2 separate regions of the Mus musculus genome follow, and region 1 is linked to region 2. Evidence: chromatin contacts called from public Hi-C data. All regions are on one chromosome and are shown on one strand. Each heading gives the region's core, a stretch centred on a gene start, on an enhancer-like site or on the middle of the called end of the contact. The rest is flanking DNA. Distances are from core to core; before and after follow the strand shown.

Evidence for each region. A called contact is a pair of places that touch in the nucleus more often than the background predicts.
Region 1: a Hi-C map of Th1 cells shows a contact between it and region 2, with 3 times the contacts expected there. The contact joins the enhancer-like site here to the promoter of Tbc1d5 in region 2. A contact is called at or near these places in 6 of 39 promoter capture datasets (the C10 cell line, cranial neural crest, frontonasal cranial neural crest and 3 more), 1 of 15 datasets of contacts at CTCF or cohesin (pro-B cells), 1 of 484 Hi-C or Micro-C datasets (Th1 cells), 3 of 115 datasets of contacts at active chromatin or transcription factors (astrocytes, large pre-B cells and memory CD8 T cells) and 1 of 9 other capture datasets (embryonic trunk).

Annotation. Positions count from the first base shown.
Region 1 is chr17:52,451,581-52,458,895 of GRCm38.p6, reverse strand. No RefSeq gene overlaps it. Among named protein-coding and RNA genes, the nearest start is that of Gm27217, 150 kb to the left of the region's middle. Within about 2 kb of position 3,050, at least 13 of the 459 cell types and tissues checked have an H3K27ac peak or open chromatin away from gene starts, as enhancers often do. A contact at or near this core is called in Th1 cells, where this site is marked.
Region 2 is chr17:51,177,739-51,185,487 of GRCm38.p6, reverse strand. Tbc1d5 (TBC1 domain family, member 5) reads left to right here and starts at 6,136. Exons shown (of 22, transcript NM_028162.4): 1 at 6,136-6,388.

The DNA.
Region 1 (7,315 bases), core at 1,801-4,300, 1.3 Mb before region 2:
TCACATTTGCAGCTCGCTGTGGACATTTATGCTTCACTCTGAGCAACACTCACATCTTCAACAACATCGATTATACAGCTGTTGTACAGTCGTTGTAAATGAAATATACAATGCCCGGTTCAGCTCTTGGAATCCTTTATAGCGGTGGGATGTGGGGCAGGAGAGCCCTTCCTTGCTCTGTTTCTCTCTGGTGCTGGCTTCCTTTTCTAACACCTGACACTTGCAGGTAAAGAGGCTAAGCAAGGAGGACAAGATAGCCCAGATCAGAGCAGTTCTCTTCTCTTCTCACAGAGGAAACATTGGAATGTAGGCTTGGTGGGCGAATGGGTCTGTGAGATCTCAGCACCATGGGGAATTTCTAGAACCTTGTCTCTGCCTTTCCCCTCTTCCCTGACTCTCTCTCTCTCTCTCTCTCTCTCTCTCTCTCTCTCTCTCTCTCTCTCTCCTCTCTTTTTCCCTCTCTCCACATCAGGTTATATGTTTTGACTTAAATGAATGTGTTATGCATTGTATTTAATTTCTCCCATGATTTTTCTCACCTCAATATGCCTTCCCAGAGGGATTAAGGCCTTGAATCCTTCTGTCCCTGTTTTCTCTGGTTTGGTCTTCAAGCCCTCAAACTCAAATGAGCAGGATTGTCGTGCATGTGACTTTTCAAACTTACCTATTCACCCATGAGTGCCATATACCATCATTGGAAACCAGATTTTCCCATTCTCTAGACATAACAGTAAATATCTTAAGGAAGGCCCTAGAAAGGACACAGATAACACATCTGAGACTTGTAAAAATACTAGGTGGTTTTCTTTATATAACTTGGATTGTTCTCTTAGACTTTTTGTTGTTGTGGTTATTGTTATTTCAATTTGCAATGTTTTTTTTTTTCGTTGTTTCTTTTTTTGGGGGTTGTTTGTTTTGTTGTTGTTGTTTTTTGTTTTGCAAAGGCTCTATTCAATGCTATTTAATATGAATTCCTTTGTTCATATTTTAACATCTAGGGAACCAGAAACTATCTTACTATTCATGAAATTTTGAGAATCACTCTCAGCAAGATGAGTGACTGAACAACAGGAGCCTTTTGAATGACAATGGTCCTTAGCATTATGGCTAAGTGGGGAACAAATACCAGTCTTTCTGTTTGAAATTTCTCCAGTGGCATCTTCTGATATGCTCAGTACCTTATAATATGAAAGTACCAGCATGAGAATTCTTTTTGCAAGCCTGAAACTTAGAAGAGATGGGGGTCACTCATCAAAGAAATGAAACATCTCACACCCTGAACTGTGTGTTGGAAACAGCTGAAAAGCAACTGAGGTTTGTTTGTTTGTTTTTTTATATTATATCTTTATTTATTTTTATTGTATAAATGTTTTGTCTGCTTGTATGTTTGCTTACTATGTGTGTGCCTGTTCCATGTGGAGGTCAGAAGACACATCAGAATCCTTGGGACAGGAATTACATGCAGCTGTGATCTACTGTACAGGTACAAGCAACCAATTGAATCTGGGTCCTCTGTAAGAATAGTCAGTTCTTAACCTTTGAGCCATATCTCCAGCTCCCACCTCAGACATTATTTTAAAGATTTATTTGTGTGTGTGTGTGTGTGTGTGTGTGTGTGTGTGTGTGTGTCCAGGTACACATAAAGACCAGAAAGAAGTTGAATTTCCTAGAGCTGGAGTTACAGGCAGTTGTTCACCATAAGACATGTGCACTGAGAACTGAACTCCACCTCCTAACCACTGAGCTATATCCCCCCTCCTGCACTCATGTGTTTGTTTTGGTACATGTGTCTATGGGTGAGTATATGCACCTTTGAATGGGTATGGACCCATATGCCTCCATATATATGTGGAGGTCTGACAGTGAAGTCTTCCTTTACATTATTTATTGAGACAGGGATGAAAGGAAAAGTGTTAGCTTGGACCCCAAAGACCAAGTTCTCAGTATAAGGAAAATGTATTGTTCCAGAGGGACAGAAGGCAGGGATAAGGAGCAAGGACAGGAAGAGAGAAAGAGGGAGTGGAAAAGGGGACAAAGGAGAGGGGAGGAAAGGGGCAAGGGAGAAGGACAAAGGATTGCCTCTTGAGAGAGAGGAGACAGAGGTGGCACATAGGAAAGTGGCAGCTTATAAAGGGGAGACCTCGTGTTAGGACAAGGTGTTTAATTTTAATTGTGTATGTTAATTAGGTGAACCAAAGAGGGCTGATTGCCAGTCTTCAGTACTTTGATAGCTGGACCTTGGTAATCAGCCAGAGAAGGAGGGATTGGTACAACTAATGGGATAGACCTTGGGGGCTAGCTTCACATATGTAATCTAACAATTTTTAGCAAGGCAGAGAGAATTGGGCAAAAGGGTAAGTAAGGCCTGCCAGAGGCATGCTCGCCACACTCAAGCTGGCCAGAGTCCCTTCAAGGGCCTCTCAAATGAAAGGAGAGCTCACATGCAGGGCTGGTTTGGCTAGCCATCTTGCATGGGCATGCTCTTTGAGTATGTGAGTATAAAGACCTGGGATTACAGGCAGGCCTTTATACTCACATGAAACTTACATTCATTCTTGGGGTCTGAACTTTTATCCTCATATTGTGCAGCAAATCTTGTATCCACCGAATTATCTGCCTGGCCCCAACTCGTCATATTTTTAAGACACAATATGAGAAACACTGAAGAAACTAAAAGCAAATTATTTCACCTGTTTCCTTTCACCATTTCTCAGAGCAAGCAATGATACACACACACACACACACACACACACACACACACACACAAAGTAATTCTGAAAGCGAGCCCTCAGTAATGACAGGACGTCAGCTTGTAAGTGATTAGGAGGCACTCTGTCATAGATTAGTGAACAACTAGTTTTTCTTTCTCATAGCCTTTTCTGGTATCTTAGGTACTCTTTTGGTCTTAATAGACATCAGAGGAGATAAGTGTTCTCACTGACAGCTTAGAGACAAAGGACATGAAGATCCACCTCCCTAACCCCAGTCATTTGTCAAAGGATAAGTAACATATCTGAGTGGTGGTGCAGAAACCTCAACCCAGATACTTTTACCTCTGTAGTATATGCTTACTGTGAGCCAGTCTGGCCTGCAGAAAGAAATTACTAACCCTAGACATGTGTTATCTGTGGTTACATACATTTAAAATCGAGACTCTTTAGGTAAGATCTAGCCACAGTAGATCCCAGGCTCTTCTCCTAGAGCCTCTCTCTCTGAACCTGCGGAAGTGGGACTTTCCCTTCACAAGGCATGGCCAGGTATTTATCCCTGGCCTGATTCCTGCATGGGTGCTCACCTCTCAGGTTCCCATAGGATTTGGTGTCAGTCTGTGTGCTGTGTTTTCTGTGATGCTGTAGAACCCTGGGAACCCACCCTGAATACTCCATTTTTACCCATGCTCAGGAGTATGTCAGTCTCTGTCCCTAAGTCATAAAATAGATCTCTGGTATAGTCCTGATGTCAGGGTATGGGTTGATCAGAGAAGTACTTTCAACACCGAACACATGGAGCAGAAGCTTACCAGTGGGGGTTCTGTATAAAGCTGGGAAGCTGATGAAGAGTTCATGTAGGTCTATTGATTTTTTATGTAGTTCAGATCATGGCTTCAGCAAGATTTGTCTTTAAGGAAAAAAAAAAAGAAATCTGGTATGAATAGGAGCAGGTAAGAGTATATTGGAGCCCCTGGGTTGTACTGAGTTTGGCCTAATGATGCTTCTATTCTAATGTTAATTTGGGTCCCCCAAATTGCTTACATATGACAGTTCCAATATAAGACACTGAGGTACCCTGATCCCAGTTGATTCTGATTGGTAATAAAGCTGCTCACTGCCAATGGCTAGGCAGGGCAGACAGAGGCAGGATTAGAGTATTCCCAGGCTTGGGACAGGAATGAGGGGAGAAGAAGAGGAGATCTGCCATGCAGGGAGAGTGGAGGAGAGGGGAGACACTATGCCTGAGAATAGTGGAGGACAGAGATATAGCCAGTATGCGATAGAACCTAGAGAGCATGGTCCAGTTAGGCAGCCTTCTGGGTCCAGGGCAGCCAAGATAGAATATAGAGTTTAGTAGGTAATAGCTTGGGTGGATTAACCACAGAGAGGTTAGGCAGTGGCCCAGCTATTGAGCTGATTAAGGCATATCAAAATATAAAGGCTGTGTGTGTTTCTTTCATTTGGGAAGACAAACCATTGGGGTAGGTAGCAGGAACCTTCCCTCCACTGGGATTTTTAAAAATATTTAATACAACACTGGGTGTTTTTGAAGCTCACCTTGTTCAGTTTTGGGCCACAGGAAAAGCTTCTTATTACAAAGTTAGATGGGATCCTGGCTCACAGAAAGCTGAAGAAGGAGGCGTGGCTGGAGTAGGATGAGTGCCACCTGGATGCTTCCCTACACTGACCAACACACTAGCACACCCAAAACAGGAGGTCTTCATCGCCAAGGCCCAACAGCTGTCCTGAAAGAGCAACTATGATCGTTTCACTCTGCCCTCTATGCCAATATAAAACTTTATTTTGGTTGACAATATCATGGAGCCATGCATGGACATGAATTCTGGTAGACATATTTTGATTTAGTTAAACCATTATAACACAAAGGCACAGGAACCAAAATCAGGAAATGAAATGCAAACTCCACAGCTCTTGAGTATGCATCATCACCTTCTACCAGAAAGATTAGAACTGAGCAAACATTTTTGTTTGCTTTTTGATAAGACCTGGAGGAATCCAGGGCACCTGAGTCCCTGAGATGCCCGTACTCCATGCTTCCTATTTTCACATAATCAATCAGAAGCTTCATTGTGCAAGTTCAGCTTCCACCTTGACTATCATGGAGTATGAGAATCTTATCTTCCTGGCTCAGTCCCACCTTAGCTATTTATTTTAGTGCTCAAGTGTACTGCTTTATCTGAATTCCAGTTTCTCACCCGCTAAAAGTAGGATCAGAGATCCAGAAACTCTGGCATGACTTTTGCCATAGCTGTGCCAGTTGACGACATAGCCTTGGCCTCGAGGCCCCTGAGAAAATCACCTACTTGTCTAAGTCTTCTGCTGTTTGTAGCACTAGTCTTATGTATACTGTTTGTTGGCTCATGGAAATTGCACACCAATTCTGACATGCTTCTACACATTCTATAGGGCAGGTAAAAAGCAGAACCAGTAATCAGAGATTACTATTCTCAGAGATGCTTGTATCTTTCATGGCCTATCTCACTTATGGTGTGCTGTGAAGATGGCACACCTCTCATAGCTAACCTTCCTCAAGCATATTCACAGGGTAATTAAGTGACTGCTTATCCCCACTCGCTGTATAAATACCAGTCTAGGTCAATAGTCAATTATATACTTCTGTTTTTACAATAAAATTGGCCATAGGTATCTCCTGCTGCTGTAACTCACTTGAGAGCTATTTTAATGTATCTGAGTTAGCTTAATAACTTGAGACTCTAAAGAGAAAGAAGTGTCAATCTTCTTTATGTTGATCTCATTGGTCCCTTATGCAAAAATCACCCAACCATTTCCAGTTTACATTACTGGTACAGAGTTAAAATAAAAAGCTCAAAACAAAGCAAAACCTCTCCCTTGCCCCTCTCCACCTATGTCAAGTAAAAGAACTTGTCCCCAGGTCATAAGAGTGGGAAAGCTGGCCCCATCTCTTACCACCTGCAACACTTGGAAGAGCTAACCCTGCTACTTTTCTGCTGTTAAGTCGTGTGTATGAAGGAAAAAAAATGCCTTCCCCCCACCCTTACCATGCTCCATACCACCTGCTACAGGTTATAGAGCTGGCCCTGTGGTCACGAGAACAGGAGACCTGTCATTGGATAAACTAGCCAAAGCAATGGTAGAGAGCTTCCCTGGTGCTGTGGGTACAGGAAAACTGGCACAACTACTACCCAGGCCCAAATCCAGGGCTTTGAGTTGATTCACTCCAACATCTGTCTCATCTATGAACCGCTGGAGAGTATGAAGAGACTGGTCCTACAGATCCAAAGCTACAGGATCACCATGAAACAGAGCATCAGCAGGATATCTGAGAGGAATCCCAGTGAAGATCCAGTACTGATATAGTATAAGAAGCCAGAGGCCTCGATCCAGACCAATGACTCATTGCAACATATATTTGCATGTAAAGAAACATAGACAAAGTGGATATTTTGGGACACACTAGCACAAATTACAGTTTCCACAACAAGATTTTTTTTTCCTTTGAAGGGAGGTTGCAAGGGTGGAGAGCAGATGAGAAGGGACAGGGAAATGAGTGGCAGTGGGGAGCATGAGGTGAAATCAAAACAGAATCAATAAAAAGTTAAATAAAAGCAAACAGAAAAAAAAACAATACAATAGGTGGCTGGAAAGACTGCTCAGTGGTTAAGAGTATAGGCTGCTCTTTCAGAGGAAGAGTGACTCGTAGCATGCACATGACAACTCATATCTGTAAATACAGTTCCAGGGGATCTTACTCCCTCTTCTGGTCTCCATGGATACCAGGCACACGAGTGATGTGCAGATCTATGCGCATGCAAAACATTTACACACATTAAATTACAAAATATTAGCCAAAATTTGCCCTAAAGTGCTTCGAAGGGATAAGACTGAGGGACAGGCAGAGAGGAGAAAGTACTCATGGGTAAGCAGTCAAGCGGTCCACTCCACATCATTGCTGCTCATTCCAATAGACTTTCTGGAAGATCACATATTGTATTGCAGACCTACCTACATAAGTGATTGAAGAAGGGTCCACTAATTAAGTCCCACTGCTGGGCTATGTGTACTTGGGATCTGAGTGGGAAACTTGTGTGTAGGTGATTACTGCAGCAATGACTGGGGGATGGGGAGTGTGAAGTAAGGTATAGCAGCTTATCATGTGGGTCATGAAGGTCTGACACATCCCACCAACTGCAAACCTTAGCTGTGTTATCCACTAAGGCTTTGCATTAAGGCTGTGTCCACCGACTACTTGACCCTTAAAAGCAACAGCTGGCTTCCTGAAATTCAAGAACACACATTAAGTTATTTTTATTTATTTGTATGTGTCTGCTTGTATGAGTATATGCCAATTTTGTGCTGATCCCCTTGAAGAAGGCATTAGATCCTTTGTAGCTGGAATTATAGTCCATTGTGAACTACCGTATGTATGTGATGGTAGGAGTGCTGCTTTGGAAGGATGCTTAGCCTATAAGAGATCTTGCTAAACAAATAATAAATGCTCTTTGTTTAGCCATTGATATTTGATGATTGGATGCTGTAATAGTACAAGACCAAAACCCCTGCATGTCATATTAATAAAACGCCTGAAGGAATTGACTATATTT
Region 2 (7,749 bases), core at 4,887-7,386:
TTTAGTTTAGTAATATAGTCTGTGTTACTAAAACATATTAACTTGGCTTTTGTGGGATGTCTTGCTTAAGCCAGAAGAATGTAAGCAGAAATGATAGCGTGAATTCTGAGACAAAGCCTTAAGAAACACAGGCTCTCTTTGTCCTCTGTATGTCTGTTGTCTGCCATGAGTAGAATACAAATATGCTGCATGTGGCTGTGTAGAGGTTTGAATGAGATGTGCCCTGTAAATCTGCACCATTTGGATACTTGGTCTCCAGTCTGGTGGCTGTTTGGGAAGGACTAACAAGTGTAGTCTGTTGGAGGAGGGATTGAGGTTTTAAAAAGCTACTACCATCCCCAGTAAGCTTTATTTGCTTCCTGCTTGCCATGTGAGATGGAAGCTCTCAGCTGTTCTTGCCACCATGCTTCCTTCTGTCTTCATGGACTTTAATCCACTGGAAGTAAAAAACCAAAATAAGCTTTGCCTTCTATAAATTGCCTTGATCATGGTGATTAATCACAGACATAGAAAAGTGACTGAAGCAAGTTGTTCCTCCCAGAATGTATGTGGGAAACAAAAGGAAGACATGCAGAGCAGACCTGAGCTCAATCAAAAGTCTAAAGTCCAGTGGAGCCAATTTTGGCCCAGCCAATCCAACCTATAGGTCCCAAGAGAAGAAAATAAGTAAGTGTTTGTCTTTCATTGAGATATTGGGGTTGATGGTTATACATCATTCTTGGGGCAGTAGCTAATTGATATCATTCACATCATTGGTTTCTATGCACCTGTCTTCCTTTGTGTCTGTGGAGGGTTTTTAACTGGTCATTCAAATGGGTAGAATCGACTGAATGTGCCAAAGACCAAATAAGACATCTATGCTATACATTTCCAAGGGTACAAAAAAATACTACTGTCTTCAGTATTAATATTTCAGCCACCTTTTGAAAATGATTTCCTCATAGATACTAGCTGAATAAATTGCCAATAGTACTGAGGCCCAACTACTGGGGTTAATGTGTTGGAGCCTTTCTATTCCTATGGAAAGGACTCCGACAATAGATTTTCATCCTTTTATGCCATATTGAAAAGTATTGAACTACTTCAATCATTCCATAATCTACTGAAGATTCTTTATGTTAATATTCTACATATTCACACCTTATGCACATGTGTTTATATCACTGGCAGACAGATTTGAGGACAGCTTCTAATTTTCTTGTGTCTTGACAATACATGGCCATATAATAATACTCTCTTCTTAAGTCATGCTTTTCCAACCAAGAACATGTAATGGTGAGCAGAATTTCATGTCCATGATTATATTCTATGTCTTTTGTCATTTCTGGTCTCTCTCTCTCTCTCTCTCTCCCCCCCCCCATCTTTCTTTGTCTTTCTGTGCCCTGTTTTAATGCAACAAGCTTCTTTGTGGTAAGGTTCAAATGGCAAGATCTGTGAGCAGCCTCTAGTTCACAGTCAGTTAGAGATTGAGGCTCCTGAGTGTAAAACTGTCAAGTGACTCACTTTTGCCACCTTCAAACACAGATAGATAGCAACCCCAGTTAACAACTTAATTACAAACCTGCAGAGACACCTGGAAGCAAAGAACCTAGTTATACCATGTACTGTTCACTTACAGAGGTAGTGGATTTAGAAATGTATGCTGTCTTAAGTTGTTAAATTCGTGTTACTCTGGTACTTTTCATCACATAATACTCTGTTTAATCAAGTAGCAAGGTGATAGTTTCTATAATGTGATACACATTTATTCGCTTTTAGTCATTTATTGATCTAAACAACTTAGATGACCTAGTGGAAGGATTGTTTGAGTCCAGCCTAGGCCATATCAAAAACCAACCAACTAACCAGCTAACCAACCAATTCTATCAAATACAAAAAATTTCTTAAAGTGCTAAAACTCTGGAGATAAATAAGATACATTGTTTGTCTTTGAAAAGCCCATAGAATGTGAGACTTTTTAGGCAGCCATTCAAAACAGAATGGGGAAAACATTTCAACAAAGACAGGAGCTGACAATTTGAACTGTGTTGCTTATAACAATGTAAAATACTTTGGAGTATTTAAGTGTAACATTTAACATTAGGTATCTATAAACTCAACATAATTTCTTCTTTGAAAAAATGCATTTTTTATGCTATAAAAGAAAATCTAGACAGTTTTACATTATTAAGATTCTGCACCTAGCAACTTATTTACCAAAATATAATGCCTTATATATTGTATTTGGCTTTAATGAAAGCTTTAAAATTTAGTGGCTTAAATAAGTCATGCACTTATCTCTCTAATAGAAGTCAGAGCAGAGAGTCAATGTTGGATAGATAGGTTTTCATGAAGCAATCCAGAGACCCAGCAACTATGTTTAGTTGCTCTGCTAGGCTGTTCATCCTGGGAGCTAGGTCACTATGTCTGTATTTCTGGAACGAAGTGCACAGCAGGAATAGAATGGGAGAAACATTGTAGGGTGGACATTTTTTTTTTAAAGCAAGTAATATAGAAAATGAACACATTGCTCCCTCTAGCATTCCCTGGATGAAAATGGAGTCACATGGCCACACCCAGCCACAAGGGGGAATAGAAAATGTAGCCTCCAGATGGATGGCTGTGTTCCCAGCTGAAACTCAATTCCAATGGAAGATGAGAAAAATAGATTTGGAAGAGAGGAGGAGCCAGAAGTCTATCACGCATAGGTATGCAGACACTACATACAAATTGATTTCTGGTTTCAGCATCTTTATTTTCATTTTCTTGGTAGGCATTCTAAAAAATAATGTCAATTTTATTTGCTATGACTAGAATGAGAGTTAAGATGTCTCTAGAGCCAAACCTTCGTCCTGTAGCTGCAGTGTGAGGGTGGGGCAGAGGATGAGATGAGGGTGTTTCGCCTCAGCTCCTCAGAGGAGGAAGAAAACCACGAGGGAGGAAACTGAGTGTACCAGATTTTATTGTAAAAACAGCAACAATGATAAAAGATTGAAAAAGAGAAAACTACAATCCTCTCACTTTCCAGTCGACAACGCCATACCACAGGACTTACATTTTATTACCACGTTAGGCCGCCTTAGGTGGGTGGAGTTGAATGTTCATAAAGACAGAGGCTTAGACAGCAGGTGGTGGGTGGCACATACCTTTAATCTCAACACTCTGATTCGGAGAGGCATGCAGGTCTCTATGAGTTTGAGGCCAGCGTGGTCGACAGAGTGAGTTCCAAGACAGCCAGTACTACACAGAGAAACCCTGTCTCAAAAAACCTAAAACCACCACCACAAAAAGAAAAGAAAAGAAAAGAAAAGAAAAGAAAAGAAAAGAAAAGAAAAGAAAGCCAGTTATAGTCAAGGGCTGGCCCTTGTGCTTCCAGTTGTGTCACCCAAGACAAAGAGTTCATTTAGATATTGCCACATTTATAACAATGCTGGGATGCTGTAACTCTTGAATTGTATTACAAGTAGCATAAGTGAATCCTATGGAATTCATCAGTTCAGTTTGTTTTTCTAAGGTTACTTTAAAACAAAACAAAACATTGGGAGACTGAACCTAAGGGGTTATTCTCCACCTTGTCGTAGTGCTCTATAGACTGAGCTCTTATAGACAGACTGTTTCTGAGGGGAGAAAGAACAAGTAGGAGAGAACTGGTTCCTTTGTTAAGTTACTGTTGTGATCTAAAGGATAGTGGAGCTGCATTTAGTGGGGTCAGGTGGGCCTGCCCATCTTGGAACAACCAGGACGCAGGTTGTGGGGAATGACTGGGCTGTTTCTCATATCTTCTTGCATTTTTGGTCACATAATATACTAGGCAAGCAGGGACCTAGCTGACTCTTCCTAGCATTTAAGTCCCCATCAAGACAGCGAACTAACTCTCAGGCCTGGAGACCTAATATTCTAGCTGGATTGGGCCATTCACTTGGCCAGAGGGCTGCCTGTAGAAGGGTGGACTCACCTTAAGTTAGAGAGATAGGTGGGGTTAATTATCTTTTCAATGAAATCCTGTCCTTTTTCCTACCTAGAATCCCAATCCCCTGTATAGGCTGCAGCTGTGTAGCTAGTTAAGTCAGACTACTTTTAGAATTTTTTCTGTCTCTTCCTAATCTTGTTTTCCTTAACACTCTGGGTTTTCTTTCTTTCTTTCTTTCTTTCTACCTCTCTCTCTCTCTCTCTCTCTCTCTCTCTCTCTCTCTCTCTCTCTCTCTCCCTCCCTCCCTCCCTCCCTCCCTCCCTCCCTCCCTCCCTCCCTCCCTCCCTCCCTCCCTCCCTCCCTCCCTCCCTTCTTTCTTTCTTTCTTTCTTTCTTTCTTTCTTTCTTTCTTTCTTTCTTTCTGTAAAGTCTCCTTCCATACCATGCAGTTGGTGGTTGGCCGTGTAGCTACCCTCTGTGCCAGCTTCAATGGTGTCTTAGGAGGCACCATGACCACGTCAACTCTTTGAAAAGAAAATAATAATTGGCAGCTTGCTTACAGTGTCAGTTTAGTCCATTATCATCATGGTGAGGAACCTGGAGACATGCAGGTAGACATGGTGCTGGAGAAGCAGCTGAAAACTACTCCTGATCTGTAGGCTGAGAGACTGGGCCCACTATGAGCTTTTGAGGTTTCAAAAGCTCACTTCCTTTGACAAGGCCACACCTTCAAATCCTTCTATCACTCTACTCTCTGGTGACTAACCATTCGAACACATGAGCCTACGGGGGCGATTTTTATTTAATCACCACAAATGGTATGGCTGCTTTCTGTCTTCTTTTATCCATCTCTGAGAAGCAGCTGAGCTTTATAGTCTTCAGAGATGTTCTTTTCATCTCTAATGAAATTGCCCTTCGGTCCCTTCTTAAATTATGCTATTTATGAGACTAAGCGTCCCAAGAGGGGATAGAGATTTCTCCTGTCATTTGGTGACCACACTGAAGGACCTCTACAGTCCCAGTAACACCAGCATAGTCAGTACTTCAGGAAGGAGATGAGGGTCTGCGGTGAGATATTTCGGTGCCGGAGAACAAAGTCCACTATACATTGTAGAATACCAGTCATGTGGCTGACTGCTGTATTGCTAGCTGGGAGAGCAATATCCAAATACAGCATGATGCATCTTCCTATTTCTTAGGATTCTGTTCATGAGACTAATGTAATCATGAGTTTAGCCAGAACTTTTAATAGCTTACTCTATTCAACCTGTTCAATTTCTGCTACAGTGAGAAGGGCATTAGAAAAAAGAGAATCACTGTGTTAAGTGTGGTATGCCTTCCTTGGAAGCTAGCTAACTTTCTGACCTCTGTTTTGGTTTCCATAATCTGAACATAACAACTGATTTTTTTTTTTTTTGCGCTATTTGTAAAGACAGATTAATAAGAGATCTCTCTTTCTCTCTCTCCAACTCAGATGAGCTATTTACCACTTTCTTATTGAAGAAGAAAATACCAGCCTCCCATTGCTGGAGGTTAAATGCAACTTTAAGTCAGGATTAAGCAGGGGCATAGGGCGGTAAAACCAGGGTCTAGTCATTTGCCAAAATTGTCATTCATTAGATTAACTATCTAATGACTAGTCATTAGTCTAGATTCGAGGTCTGAGAAGATAAAACCTGTGTGTTTTTACAGGTGTGGGGTTGCTAAAAAAACAAAACAAAAAACAGCACCTCTCTGGATTCATACAAAGAAGGTCTTCACAAAGAGGTAGTGAGTCCCTACAAAATTGGGTGGCACGACCTATCTGTCATCAGTCTGTACAGCTGTAGACCAAGGATGAAGGGAAGGCCATTTACAGGAGACAAGGAAATTGTGCGATCCGAGGCAGGAGTGCCAGATTCTTAGGACGTTCCCAGGCCTGACTTATCTCCTCGATGCCAGTCCCACCCTGGGAAGCTGGTGGCAAGTGGGGGACCTCGGGTTGTGGCAGAAGGCCGGCTCCCACTGTAGGGAGGCCCCGCGCGCATGCGCATCGGCATGGCCCAGGCAGCTCCATTGGTCTCGGGCGTCCCCTTTTCCCTCTTCACCCCGACCTATCCCCCAAGACACCAGGCTCCCAGAGCGCGGGTCACCCGCGGCTCACCCGCTGGCTCGTCCCAGGCCCGGGCGCGCGCCTGCGCACGGGTCCCCGGGCGCGCGGGGTTACTAGAGGTGGAGCGCCGGGAGGGCGCGCAGCAGGAGGCGGACGCCGTTACGGAGGGAGCGTGGTCACGTGGCCGCTGGTCACCGCCGCCACCTCCCGCCCCATTCTCTTGCTGGTCGGGCCAGGCCCGGCGTGTTCCACGAGAGCCCGGCAGACTGACGGGGAGAGAGAGAGAGAGAGCGAGAGAGCGAGATAAAGAGAGGAGAGAGACAGAGAGACTGACAGAGAGAGAGAGAGAGAGAAAGGAGGGGAGGAGGATTCAGGGAATAGGAGCTGGGGAGCCCTGCTGCGCTACAGGTAAAAAAATAACATAACGATGCTAACGGTGAAAAAGCGCCTCGCCTCCCCCGTCAGCCTCCCCGGGCAGCTGCACAGCCGTCGCTCCCTCCCCGGCCTCCCCTCAGCCTCGCTGGGCCCCGTCCCGCCGCCAGGGAAGGCCCGAGCCGCCGGCCGCGGCTTGCGCGCGGGCTGGGAAGGGAGGCGGGCTGGGGCTCGGTCCGCTGCGGGCCGGCGGGCGAGCGGGCGGAAGGGCGAGCGCGCACACGGGCGAGGCAGCCTCTCTCAGCCCGCTCGTCCCAGTCCCCGTCCCCGTTCGGTCCTCGCTCCCGGACGAGCTCGGGAAGCAGCTACCGGGCATTGCCGAGCTGCTCAGCCAGCTCTACTTCCTCTTTGGCCGGTTCCCTGTTTCTTTCAGCCCTGGGCTGCACGTTTCCTTCCCAGGCCGGAAGTCAGGCGGCTGGAGCCCGGAGCCGAGCAGCCTCGGAGGAGAGAAACCCTCTCCTGCCTTAATTTGCCTTAGTGCTACTTAAGTTAGTCACGCCGGCATCTGTCAGTTCGAGGCCTGGCAGGACCCGAGGAGAACGACTTGGGAGAGTTCCCCCTGCCCCCTCTGTTTTCCTGGAAATGTACTGTTCTTCCAATACATTCTGTGCAGATATGCGACCTAGAGTTTGGTCACTCCTAGTTACTAATAGTTTCAGGACGACTTACTAACCAATTCAGCGCTTGAGAATGGTAACAGCTTTTGAAGGTTACATCTTTTATAACCCTTCAACTTCCACCCCCCCCCCCCCATCACTTTCTGCAGAGTCCCCATTTCTCAATTCTGAACTGGACTGAAACTTTACTATGCAGGTTACATGCTAAACTGCCTGAGGTGGATTGTGCTGAAATGCTAGGGCTTTTGTACGCGTAGTCCATCACAGTGTAGTCCACAAACCACCTCTTATTAGTGTGCTGTGGCACAGGATGCACTATTGGAAAAGAACTCTTGGAATACAGTGGGAAAGAAACTCACTTTTCCGTTATGCGTCTTTGGTTCAGTTCTATTTCCAGGACTTCCTTGGTGTCCGAAATAGAATGGAAAGGGCAGCTGCAGTGGGATAGAGAGCGTTGATCAAACCTGAGTCCCTGGGGGTTGGGTTCTTGTTAAAAATGTGATAGGAATTCAGTGGATGTGGTAACTGATACAACTTGTTATTCTGCATTTCTCACGTGGTGATGGACAAGACCTTGTTCAATACAAAAGGTGTAAATATCTTCTGTGTATAGAAATGAAGTTACGTGTCTGTGAAGGACGGACACACACACACACACACACACACACACACACACCCCTTGGAATGAAGAGGTGGCCTGATAGGAAAGTTCAGTGTCAG